Linked DNA regions of Zea mays: all the other regions are linked to region 2. A link is a contact called in public Hi-C data. All regions are on one chromosome and are shown on one strand. The core of a region is the stretch at or near the end of the contact, and the rest is flanking DNA. Distances in the headings are between cores, read along the strand shown.

Region 1 (6,959 bases), core at 2,906-5,405, 420 kb after region 2:
TGGGCCGCAGTCCTCGTCGCCGAGGCTGCGGCTACCGTCAAAACAGTCGGAAAGGCAGTAGTCGCATGCGGTCATGAAGTCCCGCATGGCACTGGGGTTACCAAGTCCAGAGAAATCCCAACAGAAGTCGGGCGCGTCATCTTCCTCGGACCCCGAGGGCCCGTAGGTCGAGACGTTTGTCAGCCGGTCCTAGGGTGACCGCATACGATACCCCAGAGGGTTTGGACTCGCCTCTACGAGAGCGTCCACCAAAGCGAAGTCGCTTGGCGGGTCGAGGCTGAATCCAAAAGGCGTGAGATGGGAATCGGTCGGTACCTCTTGGTCGACGGGCGGTGACGAAGTCACGTCAGGGACTGACTGCACCGTCGTCTCAGGTACGAGGGTGACGCCCAACAAGTCCTTCGCGAGCGTGCTGGCGTCGTCCGTTTGCTTGGGGTTGGCGTGTTGCGGGGAGACGGCGCTCGTCTTCGTCTCAGACGTGAGGTTGATGCCCGACGTGACCCCCGTTGGGGCGTCGGCGCCGTCGACTCGCTCGACAGCCGACGAGGTGCCGCCTCCTGCTTGGCCTTGGTTGCCCCGCCTCCTCCTCCGTCGGCGGGGGAGGGGACGGGGTGAGCTCGAATGTTGTTCTTCCACCACGCGGGGAAGACGTCGTCGATTCCGCCGCCGGCGGGCGGGCTGTCGGCCACCATTGTCGCTGTCGCACGGAGGGGGAAGGAGTATCATGTCGTAGCTGCCGTCGAGGGACATGAACTCAAGACTCCCGAAACGGAGCACCGTCTCGGGCTGGAAAGGTTGCTGGAGACTGCCCATCTGGAGCTTGACGGAAAGCTGTTCGTCAACACGCAGCAGGCCCCTACCTGGCGCGCCAACTGTCGGCGTTTCGAACCCGGGGGGTCCCTGGACCGACGAGTAAATTATCGCCGCGTGCCCCAGCCCAGATGGGTCAGCGCGAGACGGAGCGCGAAGGGGGGAGGCAGCCGGAGGGAAACGGGCATGAGAGGTGGAATCCCGCGGCCTTCGTGTTTGTCCCGCGCCCAGGTCGGGTGCGCTTGCAGTAGGGGGTTACAAGCGTCCACGAGGGAGGGAGCGAGCGGCCTCACGCGAGCGTCGTCCCGTCCTTCCCCGCGCGGCCAACCCTTTGTAAGAGGGCCCTGGGCCTTCCTTTTATAGGCGTAAGGAGAGGATCCAGGTGTACAAGGGGGGGTGTAGCAGTGTGCTAACGTGTCTAGCGGAGGAGAGCTAGCGCCCTAAGTACATGCCATCGTGGCAGCCGGAGAGGTTTTGGCACCCGGTTCGTGTGGTGTCGTGGCCGTCAGAGGAGCGCTGGAGCCTGGCGGAAGGACAACTGTCGGGGCTGTCGAGTCCTTGCTGACGTCCTCTTGCTTCCGTAAGGGGGCCGAGAGCCGCCGTCGTCATAGAGCGTGCGGGGCGCCATCATTACTTGTCTGGCGGAGCGAGCCAGATGGGACGCCGGTCTTGTTCCCCGTAGCCTGAGTCAGCTTGGGGTAGGGTAATGATGGCGCCTCCTGTTGACGTGGTCGGTCCGTGCCCTGGGTTGGGCGATGTGGAGGCTCCTCCGAGGTCAAGGTCGAGTCTGTCTTCCAAGGTCGAGGTCGAGTCCGAGCCCCTGGGTCGGGCGAGGCGGAGACCGTCGGCTGAGGCCAGGGCTGAGTCCGAGCCCTGGGGTCGGGCGATGTGGAGGCTCCTCCGAGGTCGAGGTCGAGTCTGTCTTCCAAGGTCGAGGTCGAGTCCGAGCCCCTGGGTCGGGCGAGGCGGAGACCGTCGGCTGAGGCCAGGGCTGAGTCCGAGCCCTGGGGTCGGGCGAAGCGGAGTTCGTCGTCTTCCGGGGCTGAGCCCGAGTCCGAGCCCTGGGGTCGGGCGAAGCGGAGTTCGTCGTCTTCCGGGGCTGAGCCCGAGTCCGAGCCCTGGGGTCGGGCGAAGCGGAGTTTCTTATGGCGCCTGAGGCCGGGCTTGGCTGCTGTCAGCCTCACTCTGTCGAGTGGCACAGCAGTCGTAGCGGCGCAGGCGACGCTGTCCTCTTGTTAGACCGATCAGTGGAGCGGCGAAGTGACTACGGTCACTTCGGCTCTGTCGACTTGAGGGCGTGCGTCAGGATAAAGGTGTCAGGCCACCTTTGCATTAAATGCCCCTGCGATTTGGTCGGTTGGCGTGGCGATTTGGCCAAGGTTGCTTCTTGGCGAAGACTGGGCCTCGGGCGAGCCGAAGGTGTGCCCGTTGCTGGAGGGGGTCCTCGGGCGAGACGTAAATCCTTCAGGATCGGCTGCCCTTGCCCGAGGCTGGGCTCGGGCGAGGCGTGATCGCGTCCCTCGAATGGACCGATCCTTGACTTAGTCGCACCCATCAGGCCTTTGCAGCTTTGTGCTGATGGGGGTTACCAGCTGAGATTTAGGAGTCTTGAGGGTACCCCTAATTATGGTCCCCGACAACTTGAGAGAGGGTTTTCTTGTGTTCTTTGTTGCTCTTGTTGCTTGGCTTGGACTTTCTTTTCTTTCTCTTATTATCAAGTGCTTTATAAGCAAAGCAAGAGACACCAAGTGTGTGGTGGTCCTTGCGGGGTCTTAGTGACCCGTGAGATTAAGGAAGAAGGCTCACTCGATCTAAGTGACCGTTTGAGAGAGTGAGAGAAATGGTTGAAATAGACCCTGTCTTTGTGACCTCCTCAACGAGGACTAGGTTCTTTGGAACTGAACCTCGGCAAAACAAATCACCGTGTTCACTCGCCTTATTTCTTGGTTGATTTGTTTTCCCTCTCTTTCCGACTTGAATTTAATTCTAACCCTAACCCCCGATCTTAGTGCGTGTTTAAAGTTATAAATTTCAGGTTTCGCCTATTCACCCCCTCTAAGTGACTTTCAATTATCAAAGAGTGAACAAACATATTTCTGAATAGCAGTGGGGTAACAACTTGGATATGAACCCAAACTCGCTCACCAAATTTTTGACTAAAAAGCGAAGCGAACTCCCAGTAAGATATGTATGTACATGGCCTTGTAGGTTCCACAAAATCAACAACAACATCAATCTCTTTCTCCACAGGAATCTTCACAAAAAACAACAAAGAATTTCTTCCAGTTCTACACCTTGCAACCTAATTTGCAATCGAAACAACAAGCAAAAATGTGTAAAAGCAATGAGTTTGTATAGCTACTTCTAATGGAACAGATGTCTGCAACGCAAACTAGTAAGTTGCATGCATAATGGCTAGACAACGGATCCATTGTTATCCATGCAGCGTCATGGCCGGTGGGAGAAACGGACGCCCTGCTATGGCGGTCGCCGACTGAGGACCTCTTGGATTGTCCACCATTTACCACACGTCCACACCAGCGCATACGCCCCTGGCCAACATCGAGAAGGGTGGCCCCGTGGCTGCACCGGCCGAGGGCGCGAAGGCGTCATGGCCGGCGGAAGAACCGGTGTGATGGGCAGCCTGCTGCGGGGGTCGCAGATCGAAAACCTCCTGGACCCGCCGCCATTTCTGAGTTGACGGAGGGCAACAGATTCGCGTTCCCGAAACTTACGGCTGTGTTTTGTAGGGGGCTCCAGGTGGTGGACCACACTGGCACTACGCCGACCTTTTAAGAGGTAGTGGATGCCGCTCCGGCCCACGGCGGCATGGCAGTGACGTTTGGGGGGGTGGGAGGGGGTGAAGCTGTTGGCAGCGGCTGGAGCCGCCGCTGTGACAACGCTTGGGGGCGGGGGAGGAGGTGGCGTTGACTCCAATCGAGTCCCTGGCAGCGTCCCGAACAGGCAGTGGCGACGATAGGGGTCGTCGCGGAGAGGAATATGCATAGGAGTAGGTTTTTTTTACCGTCATCAACTCATCTTGGCTCTGGAACCATCTTGACTTGTCGCGACAGCTGCGGCAAGAGAAGGTAGTGAGGGCTTACGGTCATTGGAAGACGACCCGTTGATCAGAAATCCCACGCGTGAAAACATTTTAGGTGACGTGGACACTGCGAGAGAGTCCGTTTTGTACCAGCCTTCATATATAGGAAATTTCATATATAGGAAATGTTTGAGCGGAAAGGAAATGAAAGATATATTTGCAGAAAAGCCCCAGTTCAAGTTCGACAGCCGAAGAAAAGGGTCTCGGCGGGTTTTTCTTTTTGCAAGTTTTGAGAGCGGCAAAGCGTTAGGCGTTAGGGCATCCACCTCGTCGTAGGCGGCGGTCTCCATGTCGACCGCATCCGGCAACGGCAACGGCGGCTCCTCCTCTTCCATGTTATACGACTTGTACGGCCCTAATGTACGTGTTCTCTTGCTTCTTCGCCTCTCGCTTCCCCCCTCTCGGAATATTATGGCTTTGGTGTGACATAAAGGGGAACTTGTCATCAGTTAGAGCTGAGTTGGTTCATTTTTTTTAAAAAAACTCGCAGTTCTTCGTTCACTGTTGTTCTTTTAATGGATTTATTAATCCCCGTTGTATGGCAAAATTGGGTGCTGCAGCCTGCAGGGGGGGGGGGGTGTTAGGTACGACTATGTTAATTTGATTGCTTGGTATTCTTGGAGTAGGAGTTCCGCTGAGATTGAAAGAGGGGATGTTGCATTGCATCATGACTGTTTGGACTGTGATTTACACCAATGTTCGTTGATTACCATGAGATTTGTAGTGATGGTGGATTTTTGTGTTAATGCTGCTACTGTTGGTGGGCTTGAACTGTACCTATGAAGTTTGCACTGTTGTTTCAGAGCAAATTTGTGCAAACGAATGTATGGATGTGAAGCAATGCTGATAGGTTGTGAAACTATGAGGGCTTACTTGATTGATCCATTGATGCGCCTTGAGCTGACCCGACATTTTTCAAGTACACAGCTTGAACACTCCTGTAGCTTGTTTGCTTAGGAGTTCTATATTTTGAATTTTGAAGGTGTGAACCCTGACTGATTCCTTGATAGGTAGCAAAGTGGGACTCCTCTTGTTCGAATTGTAAAGTGATACAGTAATGCTATCCATATTGTGTTCAGACATCAGAGCCTGCTCATCAACTTAGGGATCACTCATCAAATTAGGGACACTCGAAGTTCAATCCAAAATCACTTGTACTAGAGCTATGGACATGGCATAATAATTGACTATTTGGTGATGCCATGCTGCCGATTTGTTGATTTAATAGTGTACTCTTAAACATTCATTTAGTTGTCTTCTTGTTGGCGAATCATTCTTGTGGTCCTTCCTGCTTGCTTTGCTAATAGACATTATAGCTGCCTTTTTTTGTATTTTCTGTGCTTCCAACTCATATTGTGTCTTCTTGTTTATCCTGTCTAGGCAAAGCCTGATGTGGTTTTTAAGGAGGCTGCTTTAAACTCTACGTTAAATCTGCAGGTTAGCTCATAACAAAAGCTCAATGAAATTTGACTTGTGAAAACTGTTTTTGTTCTTGTAGTTTAGTTAAGAACCATTTTTTTGTTCGAATGCAGGATGTTCAGGGTCTAGTTACTTGGGTTATTGGTGATGGCATGCTGCCTTCTTGGGTGTTTGTTAAGGTACTTGTCCTTCTCATTGTGGTCTTTCAAACATGTGTTGCTTTTTTGAGGTATTGACAAGTTATCTTAGTTTCATTTTGTAGAGCTTGGTCTCTTCTTGCTGTTATCCTCATCACACTTAATTAGTCTTAACTGACTTCTTTCTTTCAACGCATTTCAGTGATCAACCCACTCTTGGCATTTGATTTCTTATTCTATTAGTTGTAGGTTATTTGTCACCTTTCATAAATATTTACTATCTTTATGTTGTTGTGTTTCAGAACAAACCTCTTATACCCAAAGTTGTCCTACTATATGTTCCTGGCCTTGATGCAACTTTATATATGTCACACACTCGACTTCTTTCTTCTCTGAAAGAATTATGTGGCAATCCAAAACCTGTTTTAGCTTCAAGGTTTGTGCATTTTTTGTTAATGCCTACAATTAGGGGAAATGTATAATTTCTTCCAATATGCATTGCTAATGTAATCCTATTCTAGCAGCCGTATGCCGGATGAGAGGCACACCATTGATGCGCTCCTAACCTGCAGAGTAAAGAGAAAGCGTGATGTAAAAACATCAAATGAGTCATCTAAACCTGACATAGATGGTATGTCTTGACGTCTTAGCACTGTGTTGTCATTGTGGCTCAGGATGAACAGTGTTCTGCTTCATTGGGCCTAGTGTTGGTATGTTATTATTGTGATAGCTACTGGAAGATTTGAGCTTCATTATGAAGGCTGGCGTGCTTTTTTTTCTCGAACATGCAGGAGAGCTGGCATTCTTATTTCAAAGATTCTTATACTGATTTGACAATTTCAATCCTTTTGTATTGCCCTTACTTGGTCACAAGTTCTTCATTTTTAAGTTGACACTACATATGATGATTTTTTCTTTATACCCTTCTTTAAATATTATTGGTGTTTTTACCAGTCATATTTCATCACAAATGTACTGTCACTATGGCATCTTGCATAAGTTTGACTATAGCAGTTTTATTCTATTTATTTGTTGTTTTTGTATGTTTATCGGCATTAGAGTAGATATAACTTTGTCCATGAAAAAACAGACACTTTTGAACCTAGATTGAGAATTTATGTTTCATGCAATTGGTTAATATTTTCATTTTGATCTCAGGAAAACTATCAAGTCTGGATGATCTTGGGGACATACCATTCCCTGTTACATATTACACTCTCTCAGAGAAAGACTTGGAAGATAATGGCTACTCTTTCAATTTACCAGGTTATCTTTTATCCCTCTTTTCCAAAATGTAGGCCGTTTCAGTTTTGTCCTAAGTCAAACTTCTTTGGTTTTGTCCAAAAATATTGAAAAAAATAATTGCACCATAAAGACGGTTTGTGGTGGTTTTAGTGAAAATAATTAGTTACTGTCGATGTTGGTGTATTTTCTATAAATTGGTCAAAGTTAGAGAAGTTTAATGGATAATAGATAAAACTGATACATCC
Region 2 (7,408 bases), core at 1,578-4,077:
AGAGGGGATAAAGGCAGTAATGTACAGTGCTAGCAGCTTTCTGGTATTTACATCTCTTGTGTCCAAGCAAGGAGCGAAGCTAAGGGGGTGTTTGGTTTCAAGAGACTAATGTTTAGTCCCTTTATTTTATTCCATTTTAGTATATAAATTGTCAAATATAGAAATTAAAATAGAGTTTTAGTTTCCATATTTGGAAATTTTGGAACTAAAATGGAATAAAATGTAGAGACTAAAAATTAGTCCCTAGAAACCAAACACCCCCTAAGTACTAATCAAGAGAGCCTAGTTATGCCTCAAAAAATCGCCGCGCTATTCCAAACTCGCCGGCTATTTTAAACAAAACCAGGCCAGCCAAAGGGAAGTAATTAAAACAGGCGGGATCGAGGAAAAGAAAAAAAAAGGAAAGACAGACATGCAGTAGACTCTACTAGCTATATATGTAAACTAGTAGTACGCACACAGCTACGACCTTACGTGTAAATAAAGGAACAAGTAGCTAGCTAGCTAGCTAGAATGGCGTTGTAGCGACGTCCCTGTCGTCCATGGAGCGGCGCCGTCGGCCGCCTTTGCTCCCGCCACCGCGACAGCCTTTGGTGGAGGAGCAGCAGCAGGCGCCGAGCTCGACGTCGTCGTCCGACGACGAGGAGTCGATGGAGCTAGTGGACTTGCTGACGGCCATGATCCGCACGGGCTTAAGACCCTCGGTGAAGATCCTGATCGCCTCCTGCTCCGTCTTGGTGCTCACCACGTACAGCGCCGCCTCCTGTAACACAGAAATAAAAACGGGCTCGCTGTCATTTAATTTGGTCGTGTTTATTTACTTCAAATAATTAATTTATTTGAGACCTGCTGGGCAACTACGTAGTATCCTCTAAATTACTCTAGCTTAGCTATAGGTTACTCTAATAATCTAATTTACTACTCTCACCGTTCTTTTTTATTTATCATATTTTAATTTAAAATGATCTAATCGGTGATAAATATTTTAAAATGATCTAATCGGTGATAAATATTTTAGAACAGAGATAGTATAAGCAGTATAAGCTAGATACGCAGTGTGTTCCTCTAATTTCCTACTCCCGTCGTTTTTTTATTTATCTCACGTTTTAGTTCAAAAATAATCTAACGGCAGGGGATGTCACGGTCGTCGTCGTCACAAGTTACGCGACTTGATGTTTGTACGTACGTATGTACGCAGCTGGGTCGTCTAGCTCGTCGCAGTACAAGAAGCACGAAATATCCCATCTGCGACGTGTTGTAACAGCACACAGAGTAGGACTGAAATTATTGTGCCGGACGGGCACGTCTCTGTCTGTCACAGTTGCGCCCGTTATAACGTGTGGTGGCCAGTCGGGCGCATGGCGGGGTACACGTACGACAATCAGGTCGCGTACGTGACGGAGACCCCCGTACGTCATGGACACGTCGCACGCCAATCATGCGTGTGTATCACTATGCTACACTCGCCTTCGTAACCGGTGTTTTTATTTGAAGGAACCTAATTCACCTAAAATATATTTTAATTTAGTATAGGGTATACCAATACTTTATACTTCTGGGTACCTTAAAATGTACAGGCACTGATAACTTAATTAATGTACTAACATTTTTTTAGATGGGAGAAAGGTAGTAGGTGAGTCACTACATGGAAAGACGACGCAGTGGTGCAATATGCATGGCAATGGTACCTAAACACGTGGAAAGGACTGTCTGATTGAATAGGTTTTCAGGAACAGTGACACTCCAATTATTTGGGAATTATCTTTACAATTACTAGAATCATAGTACTTTGGGATTGAAAGAAATATATATATATATATATATAAACTAGCACCACTTCGCCGGCTAGCAAGCGCTGTATCGATCTGTTACATGTTTTTGTACATGAATTAATTATGCTACGTAGTACTCGACAGTGTTTTTAAAGCATTTCTAAGAGCTCCCTAGAAAATAACTCATAAAAATCAATTTTAAGGAACATTTAAAAAATTAGTAGGGTAAATTTTATTTTTTTTTCTCCAACAGATCTTTATCTTTTAAAACGACAGATTGTTTTTGGGAACCTAAAACTTCTTATTTGTAGCTATAAATAAGAGAGTTTTAAGTGCCATGAAAAAGTTGTGAGCACTTGGGAACTGTTAGAGATCGTTTTTTATGGTTTTTTTCAAAAAACTTGATTTAGAGGAGACTTCTGGAGAGCTCTTGAAGATGATTTTAGGAGAGGAAAAAAAAGGGAATGGTGGAGGAGATGGAGGATGCATTTACAAATCAAAAGAGGGAATATTGGATGTGATATCCGTGCATATTTATTTCGAAATATTGGATTTGCGAAACAGAAATTATTATAGATCACACACACATTGATTTAACAGGGCGGTGAAGAAATCATCCTCATGAGATGGTGAAAGAAAAAAAAATCGCCGAGAACAATGCAAGCTCCTGGGTTGAAATAGCATCTCACAATTTTCTAGTATAATATATATAATGCATTATGTGTATTCATATATGTACGTGCTTACCCTTGCGAACTTGATCTGGGCGAGGGTGAGCGTCTTGGGCTCCCACTCTATGGACGACATCCGCCCCGCGTCCTCCACCCTGCTCACCGTCGTCATGGCCGGCTCCGCCATGTCTGCCGGCGCCATGGAATATATGCTGGATGCAGAGCAAGCCTCTTCCTCTTCCTCTTCGATCGGGTGTGTACTAGTCGAGAACGTTGCCGACTTTTCTCTCCTGCTGATTCGTCAGGATGTTTCGCTACTCCTCTGCTCTGTCTCTGCGTGCGCCCGGGCTGTACTAGTCGAGAACGATGGAGGCCAGCCAAAGCCACAGACACAGAGATGGAGCCACGCCACGCCCAGGTATATATACCGCGCGCGGCGGGGCCACGGCAGGCAGGCGAGGCGACGGACGTGTCCCTCCCGTACGGGCGGGACAGGCGGCCACGTGGCTGTCGCGGAGTGGGGGCACGCGCGGCCACGCGGCGCTAGCTGCATGCGTCGTCGTCGTCCCGGACCGGAGCGGCTCTTGTTGCGTCCCGATCCGACGTGCCTGTTCGTGTGGCTGTGGTGCGCAGTCAGGTGCGGCCGGGACACGTAGTGGCGTCCCCGAGGTGGTCAGCCGCCGCGTCCAATCGGGGATCGCCGCGTCGGGGGGCTTTGACGGGCTGGGATATTATTGCGTGCCGCGCCTGCACTCGCCACCGGCCGCCCGACGGCGGCGGTCGTTACCGGCGGGTGGGACTGTTCATATGCTACTCGTCCATACCGCATGCATGTGCAAACGCCGACCGGTCCTACGTGCTCTTACGGGCATGCATGCACGTGGATCCAAAACATGTTTTGTAATTCCAACGCATGGACGATGCCGATGGTGGCTCGACCAGTGCAATTCGATCACGTACGTACGGTGACGAGAAGGGGAGGCCAAGCTGTTGTGGGCTACGACCTTCACTGTCGTCGACGTCGTGTCGCACGCACGTACGTGCGCGCGCGCTGGGGTTAGCCGCCGCCGCCGCTGCGGTGTGGCACGCTTGCGCTGCATGACACACGTGACATATAAATGGCGCGCGCGGCGGCGCAATGCATGCCGTCAGGTAACGCAACGCAACGCAACGCAACGCAACGCAACGCAGGACGCAGGCCCGACGACCGATCTGCAATATCGTGACACGAGAGGTACCTACATGCGAAACCGATGGAGCGAGAGAAAGAAAAAAAAAGGAGATATTTTGTGAACGCAAGGTGTCACGATCGAGTCCATGCGTGCAAGCGTGCGTATATGCACCGGGACCTGCATGTAGTGGTGGGGACACGGACCTTGTGACGGAGAGGCGCTCCACGTCCGGCAGGGGACACCACCGGCCGGGGCCCGCGCCCGCGAGCTGCCGCCACGCCACGCCGCCTCTCGGCCGGATCTCCGCGCCATCGCTTTCGCCTCGATACTATTACTATGACAGCACATGTCTTCGCTATGCTTGCGTTCCCCCTACCGTCTATCGCGCAACACATGTCTACTCCAGCAGCCTCCTTAGACTGACTTGACCCCAACATGCCATGCATATACGCAAACCGGCGATACATTTACGTGGCCTGATCGAGAAGAACAAAAAATGCACGTGCTCTCTCTGCGATGCATATTGCTCGGTAGTACACGGGAGATGAACAATTAACCGCTGTTTGAACATTATAAATGCGCTGCTTTTTTTTTTACCAAATGCATCGCCATATGCATTGGATGCCTCTCTATTTTTGTATGCATGTCCATTATGTACTGTACACGATACATACGGGCGGTTTGCTTCGTCCATTTGCCTTGCGCGGTTGGGGTCAATCGACGTGTCTTATATACGCATATAACTGAAATAATATAATGCATAATACTGCATCTATTCTTAAATATTTAACGTTTATTTTTGAACTAAAAATGTCGAATAAAAAACGGAGGGAGTACGTACGTAGGTAGGTGAGTGGTCGTTTTGTTTTGGATCCTATCCTACTGTCCTCCATATCTATCTTTAGGCAGCGGCGGTCATAAGATTTCAGAGATCGGGAAGGCCGGAACCAAATTTTAAATAAAAACCCTTGTTGATATTACATATAAATTTCATCAATAAAAACGCAATATGATCTACTAAAAATTATAACTTTGATAAGTTGTTTATGCTCCCGTGAGAGTGTTGTGAGACGTATTTCGTCGCCGCTTTAGCTGACGTGGTGTTTTTAGTTTGAGAAGTCATTTTATTCTAGATGAGTTGATTTATCATGGGTTTATCATATGAATTTTGATAGAATGACTATATTTCTTATGCTAGTGATTATTATTAGCTAGTAAGGAATGAGATAACAACATACCAATTCATTTAATTTTACTAACCGAACAAATAATAATAAGTAAAAGAGTAATATAGAACTTATTCTTCTAACCGTACACGCTATTCTTTCATTCTATATATATAAATAAATTAATTTTATACTATTAATGTTATTTATGTTTATGAGATGGGGCCCTATGGTCTAAGGTGGCCTGAATCAGCCGACTGTCTGACCCCCTCAGGGCTGGCACTGTCTTCATGGGTGGAGCTAAAATCACAGCATAAAGAGACCAAACAATTCATTAATACTATAAAGTAAAAAATACCGAATCATATAATAAGCTAATCATAATCAAAGAAACTTACATCATACAATTGTATAAATTGTATATTAGTTAACTCTAATAAGCCCAGAGGAAAGTGACCAGATGAATTAATAAAGGTGGTATAGAACCACAACACTGATGTCTCAAGGTCAACAGGTTTTACTCCATTCAAGCTATTGTTTGGTGACGAAGCAATAACACCGGAAGAAGCAAGAACAGGATCAATAAGAACCAAAGCTTCTACGGAGGATGAAGCTGATTGCCAAATAACAAAAGACACCATAAAAGGGATCAGACTTCAGGCCATAGAGCACATCAATAAGTATCAGGCTGAAACAATAAAATGGCGCGATAGAAAAGTTCGATTGATAAATATCAAACCAGGCTATTTGGTGCTTCAAAGGATAGCTAACCCAGATACAGTAGGGAAGCTGCAGCTGAAGTGGGAAGGTCCTTTTCTGATAGTATCTTCGTCAAGACCCGGTTCTTACAGACTGAAGGATATGGACGGAAACAACATACCTAGGTCTTGGAATGCGGATGAGCTTCGCCGATATTATGTGTAAATGATGTAATCTTTTTATTTTTTCCTATGGCACCCTTTTTCTTTCAGGAGGGGAGAAATGTTTTTAATGGGGCCATAGTTTGTAATTTTAATTTTTTTTGTTTAGCCCTATGCAATACAAGGGCCAAATTACCCCAAAAATGTAACATGTAATATCAGAATCCGCACCATCGAGTCCAAGAAGAACAGAGAAAAGCTCAAAAGTCGTCCCTAAGGGGATGCAGAGTTGTAATCACTCCGAAGGTGACGAAGCTACAAAAGTCATTCCTAAGGGAGCGCAGAGTAAGTTCCGAAGCTCAAAAGTCGTTCCTAAGGGAATGCAGAGCCAAAATACCACCGAAATATAAGGTGAAGAAGCTCAAAAGACGTTCCTAAGGGAATGCAGAGTTTAAATGCCACCGAAATAGAATGTGAAGACACTCAAAAGTCGTTCCTAAGGGAATGCAGAGTCTGGATGTGGTTTCGTGTGTGTTCGGGTCATACATTTGCATATTTCATCGCATCATTCTTTGCATTCATACAAACATTCATTAGACATTTGTAGGATCATCATTATCATAACATGAAGCATGGACAATAATATGAAAGAAATAATTGCCCGGCTTTGGCGACAAAATGCTTCGTTGAATACGAAGAAGCTTCGTCTTAGACAAGACGAATACAAAGGCACTTTATACAATAAAAAATGCTTCGATGTGCACGAAAAGAAGGGAAGGTGTTTTTCGCCTTCGGCTCAAAAGCTGTAACTGTGGGTTTCGTCCACAATAAAGCAATTTATACATGGACAGAAAGGTAAAATCATATTACAAGGTATGAACAAATATGTACAATGTTGTGTTCAGCTCTCAATTACAATCTTTTGCAAAAATAATGCAAAGAGATCCTAAGCTTTGTACAGGAAGTCATAAAAAGAAGCTTCAGCCCAGACCCCTTCGGAACACGCTTCGGCTTATTGATCTTCGGAACACTTGTTGATATTACATATAAATTTCATCAATAAAAACTTAATATGATCTACTAAAAATTATAACTTTGATAAGTTATTTATGCTCCCATCATGATAGTGTTGTGAGACTTTCGTTGCCGCTTTAGCTGACGTGGTGTTTTTAGTTTGAGAATTCATTTTATTCTAGATGAGTTGATTAATCATGGGTTTATCATATGAATTTTGATTAAATGACTATATTTCTTATGCTAGTAACTTTTATTAGCTAGTAAGGAATGAGGTAACAACATACCAATTCATTCAATTTTACTAACCAAACGAAAACTAATAATAAGTAAAAGAATAATATAGAACTTATTCTTCTAACCGTACACGCTATATGTTCGTTATATATATATATATATATATATATATATATATATATATATATATATATATATATATATATATATATAATTTATACTATTAATGTTATTTATGTTTCTGAGATGGGCCCTATGGTCTAAGGTGGCCCGAATCAGCCGACTCTCTGACCCCATCAGGGCTGACACTGTCTTCATGGGTGGAGCTAAAATCACAGCATAGAGAGACCAAGCAATTCATTAATACTATAAAGTAAAAAATATCGCATCATATAATAAGCTAATCAAAGAAACTTACATCATACAATATTGCCGGGACCATAATTAGGGGTACCCTCAAGACTCCTAATCTCAGCTGGTAACCCCCATCAGCACAAAGCTGCAAAGGCCTGATGG
Region 3 (6,958 bases), core at 1,166-3,665, 260 kb before region 2:
AGTAGTGTACCATAATGCATAAATACATTCATCGTGTAGCATAATTAGTATCAATATATATCATATAATGTTTGTAACGAGCCTAGCTGCATGACTGTTGTAAAGATCCTATTTTTATGGACGAAATAATACATTTAAATCAGTTTTTTTGTTTCCATGCATGCCAATCCATTTTCTTTCAACGCATATTCTTACCATCCTAAATTTGTGTGCATTTAGCAGGAAACAAATTTTTTATGCGGTGTACCACACTACATAAGTATCTATACCGTATAACATAATTAGTATTAGTATATGTTATAATCTGGTTACAACGAGCCTAACTGCATAACTCTTGCAGATATCCTATTTTTATGGACGAAATTAACCATTTAAATCAGATTTTTTGGTTTCCATGCATACCAATTTATTTCCTTTCAACGCACATTCTTTATCATCCTAAATTTGTGTGCATGCAGCAGAAAATTGATTTTTTACGCGGTATACCACACTGCATAAATATCTACACCGTGTAACATAATTAGTATCAGTATATATCATAAACTGGTTCTAGCATGCCTAGCTGCATGGTTGTTTGTAGAGATCCTATATTTATGGGAGAAATAAAGCATTTAAATCAGATTTTTTGTTTCCATAAATGTCAATCCATTTCTTCTCAACACACATTTTTTTCATCCTAAATTTTGTGCACATGCAGCAGGAAAAACTAATTTTTATGTGGTTTACAGTATTGCATAAATAACTACAATGTGTAGCATAATTAGTATCAGTATATATCATAAAATGTTTCTAACGAGATTAACTGTATGACTGTTATAGAGATCCTATATTTATGGACAGAATAAAGTATTTAAATCAGATTTTTTGTTTATATGCATATCAATCCATCTACTAATGACGTGTTTGGATTGCAGCATCATGTAGCCCGGAGTTAAATCATCCGTCATGGGTTAGAGATCAGAAGGACGAGGTCATCCGCTGCTTTTTCAAGGAACCAGCTCGACCGCCTATGGAGAAAGCTACGAAGGATGGCTTGATGACGGATGGATTTACCTCGTGACACAAACCAAACAGAACATGCAGGTTCGAATTTAGGTTCGGATGATTCCGGATGAGTTCATTTGTCAATCCAAACAGGTCGTAAATTTGTGCTAATCCTTCTAATTTTATTGCGCATGCAAATAGAAAAAAGAAGGCGCGCATGCAGGGATGGGCGCGAGGTGAAGGCGACCAGGTCTGGTTGGATGGGACTAGTCTGGTCAGATGGTACATATATGACTAGGGCGTGCACCATATCTTTGGAAGACTAGGGCTTTCAATAGCCTTACCCATATATAACAAAGAATATAAATGGATTTTTTTGCTAGCCAAAGGAAAGCGGAAACATTAAGAGCGCAGAGAGGTGTTCGATTGGTGGAATGATATAGTCCGGTGTTATCCCATTTTTCTTGTTTTTTATTTAGTTTGTCAAATAGAATAAGTTGATTCGTGACTACCTTATGTTTTTTATATAAACTAAGGGCCCCTTTGGCAGGGCTCTGGCTTCTCCAAAAACGGCTTTGGCTCTGACTCATGAGGTGAAGCCACTTTTTTAGATGAGCCAAAGCCATTCTGAAAAATCATTTGGCAAAACGGCTTATAGGTTGTTTTTCAGAAAGACCATTGTATAGTTTACTTTTTATAGATCTCTCCTGTACGTGGCTAGGGATTGAGGACAGGACAAAAAAAATAATTTGGACTGGTGGGAGGGCTATTGTGCAAAAATGACGTGAGCTGAAGCCGGGTGAGCCACTTTTTTGGCTCATGCCCTCTAGTTCATTTTGGAAAAGCACTTCACTGGTGAAGCCATTTGAAAAAGAGGTATTTGGCACAACTTTTGCATGAGCCAGAGCTGAAGCTAAAAAATAAGCCCTACCAAAGGGGCCCTAATATTTAATGCTGGTATGAAAAATGTTGTTGTTTCAAAAATTTAAGAAATAAACTCATAAAAGATAATATTAGTTTTCTCGAACCTTCCTCCGCTTTCCCGCTCTCAGCAACCCCACTATCCACCATCCTATCCCTAGCAGCAGCAGGACGCCAGGACCACGTGTTTCATTAACAAACAAACATGATCCTGCTTTGTCACCGGCCCCTCCCTCACCTACCAGGATGAACCTGCTGACGTCGACCTCTGTCACCATTCCCGCCCATGCTCAACTCCCCTAGAGACCGGTCCCACGCGCCGGCGGAGCCCTGCTTTTTTCGTCGTCGCTCTCCCAGCGAGCCGTGCCCGTCTGCTCCTCCTCTCTCCCTCCATGCTCCTCGCTGCGCTCTCTTCCCCGCACACTTATCTTTCCAGCTCAGTGTCCGTCCCTCTCCTCGACACGCACATCTTCCATTGCTCGCTTGCTTCCTCGTGTCGTCTAGCTCTATCCGATTCCAACACAGCTACCTATAAATACATCTCTCTCTCTCTCTCTCTCCCCGAGCAGAGCTAGGCAGAGGGCAGACCATTGGCGAGAGGATTGTTGGAGCTCGGCCGAGCAGAGCACGCACAGTGTGATTGTGTGTGTGTGTGTCTGACATGGCGTCGCTCTGGCTAGCGAGAGCGTCGTCCCAGCTGGCGCGCCGTGCCGCCGCCAGGAGGCCTCCTCCGCGTCCTGCGCGCCACGGCTCCGGCCAACCCACCAGTTCGTGGTTCTTGGGCTCGGTGCCGCAGGCGGCCCTTGGGTCACCAGCGCTGGACACAAGCCGCCGGGGCTTCTGCTCCGTCCGGCGCTTCGCAGGGGAGAGCAGCGCTGCTGCTGCTGCGGCGGCTGTCGTCGACGAGGAGCCGGAGAGCGGGTTCGCAGCCGGCGATCAGCAGGTATGCGTCGACCAGAGCAGCAGCTAGATAGATTCTGAACTGCTAGTATGAACTTTTGGATCGGGCCATGTAGCTCTTTCCTGATTTCAAATAAGCAAATTCTCTGCCTTTGTGGGATCTGGAAGGACCAATCCTCTGATACAAATTCCAGGAGCTGCAGATAATATAATATCAAGGCTTAAGGCATCTCTTCTTGCCCATCTGCTCTATGCTCCCTGACCTGGTTGCCTGGTTGGTGTAACTTGTCGGTACTCGCTAGCCCGGTGCATGCATGATGCATCCATCCTTTCTGAAGCACAGTAGTTTTTTTCCCCATTCCATCTGTGTTCTTCACGTTCTTCCTCTGCGATCCAAAATTCGGTCACGTCATCAACTTGTCGACCGACTCCGATAGCCACCGTTACACCAACTCTTTTCTGAATTTTGAAACTGAAGGTAACAGGTCGCGGAGGACAATTGTGGATAGAATTGACAACAATTAGTAAACAAGGCAGATAATAAGAGAGGATGGATTTGGTTGCTGATTTCCCTGTGGTTGGTTGACTGCCTGATGACTGTATTAGATAGTGACGTGCTTTCATCTGGAATGGTAGTGCCAATCTTCTCTGGTAGTATTAGCTTAGTATAATACGTTTGCTTTCCGTGTCAAAGGGTGACGACACCCAATGATTAGGAACATCTCCATGTCTTTACTGCACTTTGTTTCTCTTTTATATACAAACCAAACAAAGTGCTGTCTCTTTGGCATGGTCAATGAGACCAACTGTCTCTCCAAGACGGGTAAATTTGACCACCCGAGACTGTTTTCTTCCACCGACGCTGATTTAAATTTGCACGCATTCGTGTGCCGTCAAATCTTGTAGGCAGTTGACTTTCCAGGAGGGAAAGTATCCTTTGTGGCCGAAATGAACTTCCTTCCAGAATCGACGAGGGAAAGGATCAACTGCTACCGCGTGCTTGACGACGACGGCAGAACGATATCAGGAAGTAGATTCCAAGAGGTACGCTGATGGCTGCACTGCACCGTTCTGAGAAGTTCTCTCTTCAGACTAGATGCTGCGAGGGAGACTTGTTCTGAAGATTAATGCTGTTCATCCTTGTCAGGTCAGTCGGGAGCTGGCTCTGAAGATGTACAGCGAGATGGTGACGCTCCAGATCATGGATACCATCTTCTACGAGGCTCAGAGGCAGGGCAGGATCTCGTTCTACCTCACTTCCAACGGCGAGGAAGCGATCAACATAGCCTCTGCTGCTGCGCTCAGTATGGATGACATTGTGCTGCCTCAGGTAGTACATGTGCATCAGCTATTCCACTCCTCTGAATCTTAATCTAGCAGAAAGATATAGTCTATTTTTCCAACAATCGATTCACACACTGCCCCCATTTCTTTGCTGCGACATGCGGAGCCCAAAATGTAGTACAGGGAACCTGGTGTTCTTCTATGGCGTGGCTTCACTCTGCAGGAGTTTGCAAACCAGTGCTTTGGGAACAAGCTGGACTATGGTAAAGGGAGGCAGATGCCCATTCACTATGGGTCGAACCGTCTGAACTATTTCACAGTCTCGTCACCTATCGCGTAAGTCTCAAGCATCTCTTCCGCGTCGGAAAGGTCTTGCGAGTGAAGGTCATATGTTCCATTCTTCCTTATTTTTCCCAGAACACAGCTCCCTCATGCTGTTGGAGCTGCCTACTCTCTGAAGATGGACAAGAAGGACGCGTGTGCCATCACATACTTTGGGGACGGTGGGACAAGTGAGGTAGATGAAAGCTCTCCAGCCACTGACCAGTCGCTTGCCAGTGCCATTATATCCAGCCTTCCTGACAGATGAACATTTCTCAGGGAGACTTCCATGCAGCGCTCAACTTCGCGGCTGTTATGGAGGCACCGGTGATCTTCTTCTGCCGCAACAATGGCTGGGCCATCAGCACTCCGACTACTGAACAATTCAGAAGTAGCAACAGCGTGTCTTCATATACTGATCCATGGCAGTTACAAGTAAACAATGCAATGTCGTGTTAAAATTCTAGTCGTGTTGCAGGTGATGGAGTTGTCATCCGTGGCCAGGCTTATGGGATCCGTGGCATCCGAGTAGATGGCAATGATGCTCTTGCTGTGTACAGCGCAATCCATGCTGCCCGAGAAATGGCTGTAACTGAAGGAAGACCAATTTTAGTTGAGGTGCTCAGTAGATCCATGGAGTTTCATTACCTGAAATGCACAAAAAAAACTTCAGTATATAATTAATCTGAGTATCGACTAATGAGATTTCAGGCACTGACTTACCGAGTCGGCCATCACTCGACATCCGATGATTCGACCAAGTACAGGCCAGTTGATGAGATTGAGCATTGGCGAACAGCGAGGGATCCGATTTCCAGATACAGAAAATGGGTTCAGGGTAATGACTGGTGGTCTGATGCTGAAGAATCTGAGCTCAGGAGCAGAGTGAGAAAAGAGGTACTGCACCAAAGATTCATATTCCCAGCACACCTTCGATACATCGTCATACATGACATCTGAAACTGCCTGTTAACTTGTGTGCAGCTTCTCCAAGCCATCCAGGTTGCAGAAAGAATGCCAAAACCACCAGTTACTGAGCTTTTCACTGATGTTTACGACAAGATCCCTTCCAACCTGCATGAACAAGAGCAATTGCTGCGGGATACAATCATGAGGCACCCTGCAGACTACCCAACTGATGTACCCGTTTAGTTTTCTTGGCCTTAGATGAGCAGTATCGTTGTGTAATTATTGATGAGTCAGGTCCATAGCATTTTGAATAATACAGTGATTCAGCCAGTGAACTGCTGATTCAACACGTTCTTAAACAATAATTCAACCTGGCAGATTGCCCTGTTGCTGGCACTCGTGAGCCATGCTAAGATATTTCATTGCCTGCACAGCGTACCTTATAATAATAATAGCTACTGAAGCTGCATATAAAATATAGTAACCAGACTGGCAGAGATCATTTCAAATGATTCCCTATTCTAAGTAACTTAAATGCCCTCCAGTCATAATTTCGTATATAAAGCGTTAACTCCGCCAACAAGATTCTAATGTTGACAGTGTGAAAAATAAAATACTAGAGCACAAGGGTCAAGATGGAGAAACAGTACAAAATGCTATGGACCTGAATCATCAGACCAACAATTTCAAATTCATCTGTCAAGGACCTATATCAACAATTGTTAACCTAAAACTAAAATTTCCATGCTAATAATACTAAATAGGCACTAATATTCTGCAAACTGCATCGGAAATAGAACCGCAAAAATATCTCATACTATGCCTATGCTTTTGCCCCAGATGTAATTACAACTTACAGCAACAAGCATATATTGTATGGTTCCTCACATCTGTATCAAACATATTTCCCCTATATTGTCACATCATAATCACTTATATATCATTTTTACTGTTGAATAGAGTAGGGATCATTATAATATTTTTCTGAACCAAAGGTATGAAGTTCCAAATACCAACTTCAACAAAGATTTTTCTAGAAAGATGAAAAATGCACATAGAAAATAGGAAACCCAATCAGGTAAATTCATATCCATTTGTTGAGATAAGGAAATGTGAGTATGTGAGTGGCATATGACTCACACGATACACTAGCATATGGTACAAGTACAACAACTTTTCCGCACATCGAGATTGTGCAAAACTAATATTAAGATTCAAACAGGAAATGTCATAACAAATATTGCAACTGCTCCATGAACACAGCAGCCTACTGTTCCTCCTTCATAGCCTCTTGAACCGCCTTTAGAACTAGTGGCATTAAATGCTTGTTTGTTGCAATAATTCCTCTGTCACGATCAAGATATCTACCTTTGCAAAAATCCAAATCGTTTCCTGCGGCATCTTTTACCATGCCACCAGCTTCTGCAAACATCGGATAGGGAGGGGGGGGGGGCATTAGTAAAGAGATCTTTTATAAGTTGTTGATTTAATTGCCTCCTGGAATAGAATTATATTCCATACCTGTGACAATAATTGATCCAGCTGCATGATCCCAAACTGTTTCTATGTAACTTTTGTGCGGGATGCGCAGAAAAATGGCACCATCACCACGTGCTAGGGCACCATATTTTGCTTGGCT
Region 4 (7,078 bases), core at 2,742-5,241, 270 kb after region 2:
GCCCGAGATTATGTAAGGTTATAGACTTATTCATATATACTAATATAAATAGCGACACTGGTAACTGAGCACATATATTTCTTCCAAAAAGATTAGCACAAATATTTACATCCTAAACAAAGATGGTCTAGGGATTTTTTCCCAATATCATGAGGGAAGGTTATAATATGTTCTAATAATCCTTTTACGATGACAGAATTATTAGTCAGTGCGATGAAATAGGTGCTAACACTCTCAGTCTGCATTCATCTTGGATTATGGCTTGAGGCTATGACTGTTCAGTCTGCATTCACATGCAACTGGAAATTCGTATTCTGGTAACTAGCAACGATTACTACTTATGTTCTATTTTTATTATTCTGGTAGCTAGCAACGATTATTGCTTATTTTTTCTAACGTCCTGTATGAGAGATACAAACTATTCATCTCTTTTACTGCTGCAGCCAGCTCAGTAGGGTTTTAAATGCTCACAAATCCATAACCATTAGTTTTGCCAGTCCTTTTATCTCTAACAACCTGAAATAAAGAGTACAATGGCAAATTTAGAATGTATAAAATCAAGAAATGCATGCCAAATGCTGCACACATTGACTGACATAAGCCTCACTACATATAGATCAACATATGGGTTTCTTTGTGAGTCATTCTCTTAACTCCTCTCGCAATCAGGTAGTTTATGCTTCTCTAGGCGAAATGACTAATAAGCATCGAAGGAAGCAGAGCGCAAGCCCAAAACAAAGTGTAGATTGTTACTACAAATTTCTTTAGCAATGCATAAGCTTATATGAACCCTGCTACTTTTTGTTTTTGTTTTTTCTATCTTCATGTGATGAATCACTAACAAACAACCGTTAATGCAATTCTCAGAACTAGCTAGCATGAAGTAGCATATTACTATGGAAGGATCTATAGGAAATATCTTCTAACTATTGGTTATCTCCAATGCATACAAAATTTTATACAGAAAAGAGTATCACTAATTCACTATGTGCTGTAGGTATCCACTATCTAACTTTGTTGGACTAAAGAGCCCAGACCAATCGACCCATTTTCGTGGAGGTCATCATCCTTCTTTGTTGAGCCATCTGGGTGACCTTGCAAATTGGATAAGTGCCATACAATACCTACTGCATATGAATTTTGAGCCTTTATCAGGAGCTGAATAAGAACTTTGTTCATAGAATCACACTGTTTATCTATAGACACCCACAATAGAATACCTACTGCTCATTATGGAGAAAATGTACCTATGATAGCCCTCACATGGCAGCTGCATAGTTGTGCTAAGTGTGAAGATATAACAATTTCTTGAAGGGGTGTTAACACAAATATGTTTATTGAATCCCACCATCACTTAAGCATTCATTTTACTGTTAGTTTGAATTGCAATCCCTCATAATTTTATCATGTGTGCTTAACTGCTTATGCATATACATATCTTGATAGGATTTTGTATGGAACTGCAAAGGTTGTTTTAAGAATAAATTCTAGCAAAATTCTGGATGGACAATCAACACCTCAAAACTCTCTCATCTTTGTAACCTTCAGTTACATTTCTCTGAACCTTTGCTTCAATCATGTGATTTATTTATCTGTGTGCCTTCAATTACTACAAAAGGTTTGCCTAGCCATGGCTCCTTATTGTTTACATTTGTTTATTTTTATTTTTTCATGACATGACAAAGAAATCACTATCATTATCAAATATTCAAATGCGTAGAGTTGGCAAAAGATTGACTATGATATTGATGATCTTTCTTGGTCCGAATGGAGTTTTTACACCTAATCACAGTCTAGAGAGTTTATGCACTGTCCTCCTTTTTTGGATACACTTTCTGTTAACAAAATGCTACACAGTTGCATTCTACTTACCTTGTGATTTTGATGGAGCTCTGTTGTTGTGCTTCTTTGACATTTGTTGGTCCTTTAAGCATTAGGTCTGCATCATGCATTATGTTGTTCTCTATTGATCTCTATATCCCATATTGTGGAGATCACTAAAATGTTAGTAATTTAACTTCTGTTCAAACTTTCAATTCCATCGTCCGTGAAAAATTGATAAGTTGACTTGACTCCATTTTATCTTCTCCTTATTTGAGCTTGTATTCTTATTTTTGAATACATTGCCGCCATGCACTAAGATTTCTATTGTTAAGAAACAAGGTGCTATTTAAAATTTGATTTATCCCTTACGAATGTCTGCTGGTTTCAGGAAAGTGTTGAGAGAGGTGGCATCTAGAGGACGTCATGTCGAACGTGTGAAGATTTTTTAGAAATGTATATTTGTGTGACGCTTTTTAGAAACTTGACTCCATTTTATTTTCTACGTTCCTCTTGGCTTTGTTTCCTATCCTTTTCAATGACTTGCTATGCATTTGCACTATATTTGGCATGTCTAAAACTGCTACACAAAACTTGCTATATATTTTGTTAAAAAATACTATATCCTTGTTATGCTTGATTGATCTTTATTTTTTCTGATCTTCTATTCTTGTGTGGGTCTATCAAGAATGAGGCAATTAGATAAGGATATATGCTTTGTCAGTATTGTTTGAGTCTTCGAGCGTAGCAGCAAAAGTTTTGGCGCATCATTGTTTTAGTTATTATGACATGAACAACCCATTTTATATATAGAGCTCGTGGCAATGGAAGTCCCACAATAGAACGATGGAACTCGTGACATCAAGTGGTGTCGTGCTCGGGCTCGCGCTCATCTGCAACAAGGCACTATTTCGCGTGAGGGTCCCTAACACCATTGTGCTCATGTCGTGTTCCGTGGCAACGCACGAGCACATACCTAATAGTTTCATTAAGATCTAATATTTTGATAAAAATATCTTATTTTTTCAGAGTCCCTACGATAGATATCTTTAAAGAGTGAACATAATTGGACCATTGGATAGCGAGAGCCTATTTAACAATAATGTTTCTCAAAATCATAGTTTTATACTACTATGCTTTACAATTATAATAACAATACCATAGTTTTAGCAACTCTATAAATACCATGGGTTTAAAGAACATTGTTTGGATACAACATTTTAATATAATATTAAGCAAAAAAAAACTAGCCATGCCAAAAAACATGTAAATATTTGTATATTCCAAAAATACCATAGTATTTAGAATACCATAATTATAAAAGGATAGTTTTCAGAAATATAACTATATACATCTTATATCATAAAAATACTAAGATATTATAAAAAACATGATATTTTAGAAAATATTAAAATACTTCACTATCAAATAATAGATTCTAAACAGTGCATTGGTGTACCGTGCACGGTAGATCAAGAATGACCGGAGTCATCGAGTGAGCGTCCGCCGGGGTGCCTTCCCACGGCGAGCGATAGGACTAGGCGTGAGTGGACGTGACGGCTCCCATCACCACTTCACCAGCACTGACAACGCAGACGCCAGGCACAGCCAGCCAAGCACACAACACCACGCCGTCAGCCCGTCACGCGCCGCGCCACCGCCACCGTTCCGTCCCCGCGGTGCCGCGCGCGCACGCCACTGACATCCCTTACCCCACCAACAGGGGGGCCCACGCACCGGTGTCTGCCACGCGCGCCGCGCTGGGTCCGATGTGGCACGGATTCCTTTTGACTTCCCACCTCGCAAGCTTCCCCCTCGACTCGGCCCGCCTGAGTCCCAGCGCCAGCGGCGGAAAGGGAAGAGAAGACGAACCAAAAAAAAAACTGAAAAGAAAAACAAAGCCGCACACACAAACACGAGCGCGAACGTCCGCAGGCCGCAGCGCCGGAGGAGGACGCGAAGGCGACCGGGCTCCCAGCAAACCCGCCGCGTCACGTCCCCCTCGTCCTCGGGGTCCACATCCAGGTCCACCACGTGGGACCTGTGCGTCAGCGATACAGGGCGGGCAGGCGGCTGGGCGGTCGCGGACCTTGACGGAATCCAATGCGGCTCTGAGGTTTTGACGTCCGCAAGGACGGGTCCCGGGGACACGCGCACACACGCACCCGACCCGAGTCGCAGGGATTTTTTTCTACTGCTACTGCGAAGTGCATTCTCTCCCCTTCCGTTCCTGGCTCCGGCCTTCCCTTCCTTCCTTCCTCCGCTCGCTCGCTTCCGCTTCCTCCTCCTCCTGCTCGCCGCGGCTCGCGAGGGAAGTTCCAGGCTTCCAGCGGAGTCGTCCTCGCGGGAGTGCGGAGCCCCGGCACGGCCCGGCGGCGCCACCTCGGCGCCGGAGGAGGGACGTTTGCGCTGCTCCCGAGGGCCGAGGCCCGGATCGCCGGATTCCTCCACGGGCTCGCTCGGATCGAGGAGGCGCGGAGGTGGGCTCGGTTGGTGGGTTTTTCGCCGGCCGTAATTCTTGTGGTGGCTTCCTTGCTTTCGGAGACGCGGGGCTGGGGAGCTCCCGTGCTTGCTTCTGGCTAATCCGCGCTTCCTTGCGTCGCCCTGCTCGGTGCTGCTACTCGCTTGGTTTCGCTGGATTACAGGACGAAAGGTGACGAGGAGGTGCGCTGACGCTTTTGCTCGGCTCCGGTTTTGGCTGCCGGCGGAGTCGCAATCTCGGCTAGATTTGCCGAGCTGCGGCGGTGTCGCAATCCCGGCTAGATTTGCCGCGCTGCGGCGGATGCTTCGACGCGCACCGGATCTCCACCGTTCCTGCGGCGCGGAGTGAAGGTACGGTTCCCGACCGGATTTTGGGAAGATGGTGCCGTCGGGGCAGCACAACCCGATGGGCCCGGGCCAGCAGGTGGGCGCGTCGCTGCTCCGGACTAGCTCCAGCCTCCTTGGCGGCGGCGCCGGCGCCGGCGCCGGTGGCCAGCCGGGGATGGGGATGGGCGTCGGGGTGCTCCCGTCGCAGTCGCCCTTCTCGTCCCTCGTCTCGCCGCGCACGCAGTATGGCGGTGTTGGCGGCGGGAACGGCTTGCTGGCGGGCGCGTCCAGTGTCGCGTCCATGCTCAGCAGACAGCAGTCCTATGGGAATGGGGGAACTGGGGTAATGCCGGGCAGCGGCGCTGGGCTCCCGATCGGTGGGCTGCAGCACAGAGGCGGCCTTGATGGCGTTGGTGACTTGGTTGGCACTGGAGGGCCGGATTCCATGGCGTTCTCTTCCTCGGGCCCTGGTAGCTTGGGCAATCAACTTGGCGTGGACAGCTTGCAGCAGCAGCAGCAGCTGGATGCACCACAAGATTCACAAAATCAGCAAGAGCATCAACAGCAAATGTCAATGACATATAATCAGCAGCATATGATGTCACAAACTCAGCAGCAGCAGCAGCCTGCAGTGAAGTTGGAGAATGGAGGCGTCCTTGGTGGGGTCAAACTGGAGCAGCAGATGGGGCAGCCTGATCAGAGTGTTTCCGCACAGATGCTGCGCAGTTCGAGTGGTGGTGTGAAGCTCGAGCCACAGTTGCAAGCGTTGAGGAGCTTGGGTGCTATCAAGATGGAGCACCAAAGCTCAGACCCATCTGTTTTACTACAGCAGCAGCAACATATGTTGCAGCTGTCTAAGCAGAACCCCCAGGCTGCAGCTACTCAGTTGAGCCTCCTACAACAACAGCAGCGTTTCTTACAACTGCAGCAGCAGCAACAACAGCAGCAGATTCTCAAGAACCTGCCTTTGCAGAGAAACCAATTGCAGCAGCAGCAACAACAGCAACAACAACAACAGCAACAGCAGTTGCTTCGTCAACAAAGTCTAAATATGAGAACCGGTAAATCAGCTGCTTATGAACCAGGAACCTGTGCAAAGAGGTTGACACATTACATGTATCACCAGCAAAACAGGCCACAGGTAAACATTTGTCACAAACAACTATTGTCATCATTTCAACCTAGGCGGATGCTCATTATTAAAGATATGGTATTAGGACAATAACATCGAGTACTGGAGAAACTTTGTCAATGAATACTTTGCCCCAAGTGCCAAGAAGAGGTGGTGCGTTTCTCTGTATGGCAATGGCCGTCAAACTACCGGAGTTTTCCCTCAGGTTTATCTTTTGTCGACTTGAATATAGGCTGGTAGTTCAATTTTAGTGACCTGGTTGTTTGTTATGATTACTAGCAATCATACAGTCTTTTGTTTACATGCGATATATTTTTTGAGAATGCCCCAATTTGGCTTTTTGGTTCTTTAACATGTATACAATGCTATGTTATGTTTTAGGATGTTTGGCATTGTGAGATATGCAATAGGAAGCCAGGGCGAGGTTTTGGTGGGTATAATTGTCTTTTAAATATATCCTAGTAGATATTTTATGTTTCCATGCGATTATGCATTATTACTATTCGATGCCATCTTACCTTTTATAGAAACAACGGTTGAGGTCTTGCCACGGTTGTGCCAAATCAAATATGCCAGTGGTACACTCGAGGAGCTTCTGTATGTTGATATGCCGAGAGAGTCCCAGAATTCATCTGGACAGATTGTTTTGGACTATACCAAAGCAATCCAGGAGAGTGTCTTTGAGCAACTGCGTGTAGTCCGTGAGGGGCATCTAAGAATTGTATTCAACCAAGACTTGAAGGTAATATGTTCTCTAGTTGAGGTACTTTGTTATTTTGTTGGAATGGTGTCCCGTATCAAAAAAACTGTTTGGTATTCTAAGATAAACTCTTAATATAATACATGGAGGACGGTCTTTCCCTCCCCGGCCGAGTTTTTTTTTATTCTAGGATAAACTGAATGATAGTCTTGTTCGAAATTACCTTTCTGGCCTTGTTAATTAATGTCGTTAGGCAGGAGTTCATTTTTTTGCTTTCTCGTGTGATCAAAGATTTATAAATTAATGCAATTACTGAAATTTATTACACTAGGGAATCTTGCATGCCCTCATGCATGCATGTAGAACTATAATTCAGAGGTTATCACCAAGGTAGCCTTTTTGTCTCCCGTTATTGTGCAAGGCAAAAAATGGTTCAAAGAAAGAGATACTAGCAAAGCCACCTCAAAATAATGAACGAAGAAAATGCCTATAATAATGCATAATTATGTAGCACAGGAGTAGTTTGTCACACTCGTGATAAATTTAACGCTGTTGGATAAATTGTTGTGTCCATTTTACTTCTTAGATTGCATCGTGGGAGTTCTGTGCCCGGCGTC

Evidence for each region. Hi-C and Micro-C count contacts between places; a contact is called where the count stands out from the background.
Region 1: a Hi-C map of leaf shows a contact between it and region 2, with 5 times the contacts expected there. The contact joins the promoter of LOC100383366 here to the promoter of LOC100194130 in region 2. A contact is called at or near these places in 3 of 25 Hi-C or Micro-C datasets (bundle sheath, leaf and leaf mesophyll).
Region 3: a Hi-C map of bundle sheath shows a contact between it and region 2, with 2.8 times the contacts expected there. The contact joins the promoter of LOC100191513 here to the promoter of LOC100194130 in region 2. A contact is called at or near these places in 5 of 25 Hi-C or Micro-C datasets (bundle sheath, ear, endosperm and 2 more).
Region 4: a Hi-C map of leaf shows a contact between it and region 2, with 6 times the contacts expected there. The contact joins the promoter of LOC100279192 here to the promoter of LOC100194130 in region 2. A contact is called at or near these places in 6 of 25 Hi-C or Micro-C datasets (bundle sheath, ear, endosperm and 2 more).

Annotation. Positions count from the first base shown.
Region 1 is chr10:16,321,151-16,328,109 of Zm-B73-REFERENCE-NAM-5.0, forward strand. LOC100383366 (Small RNA degrading nuclease 5) reads left to right here and starts at 4,156. Exons shown (of 15, transcript NM_001362072.1): 1 at 4,156-4,273; 2 at 5,294-5,350; 3 at 5,446-5,511; 4 at 5,772-5,905; 5 at 5,994-6,100; 6 at 6,628-6,735. The coding sequence starts at 4,202.
Region 2 is chr10:15,897,724-15,905,131 of Zm-B73-REFERENCE-NAM-5.0, forward strand. LOC100194130 reads right to left here and starts at 2,828. Exons shown (of 2, transcript NM_001139183.1): 1 at 2,520-2,828; 2 at 11-763. The coding sequence starts at 2,645. The coding sequence ends at 509.
Region 3 is chr10:15,638,053-15,645,010 of Zm-B73-REFERENCE-NAM-5.0, forward strand. LOC100191513 reads left to right here and starts at 2,416. Exons shown (of 9, transcript NM_001136945.1): 1 at 2,416-2,848; 2 at 3,712-3,849; 3 at 3,953-4,135; 4 at 4,268-4,425; 5 at 4,507-4,606; 6 at 4,690-4,801; 7 at 4,889-5,028; 8 at 5,122-5,307; 9 at 5,395-5,682. The coding sequence starts at 2,567. The coding sequence ends at 5,562. It overlaps LOC100276170, which reads right to left. Exons shown (of 8, transcript NM_001150020.2): 7 at 6,841-6,958; 8 at 6,382-6,741. The coding sequence ends at 6,587.
Region 4 is chr10:16,161,676-16,168,753 of Zm-B73-REFERENCE-NAM-5.0, forward strand. LOC100279192 reads left to right here and starts at 3,992. Exons shown (of 9, transcript NM_001152216.1): 1 at 3,992-5,770; 2 at 5,847-5,966; 3 at 6,143-6,191; 4 at 6,289-6,503; 5 at 7,048-7,078. The coding sequence starts at 4,682.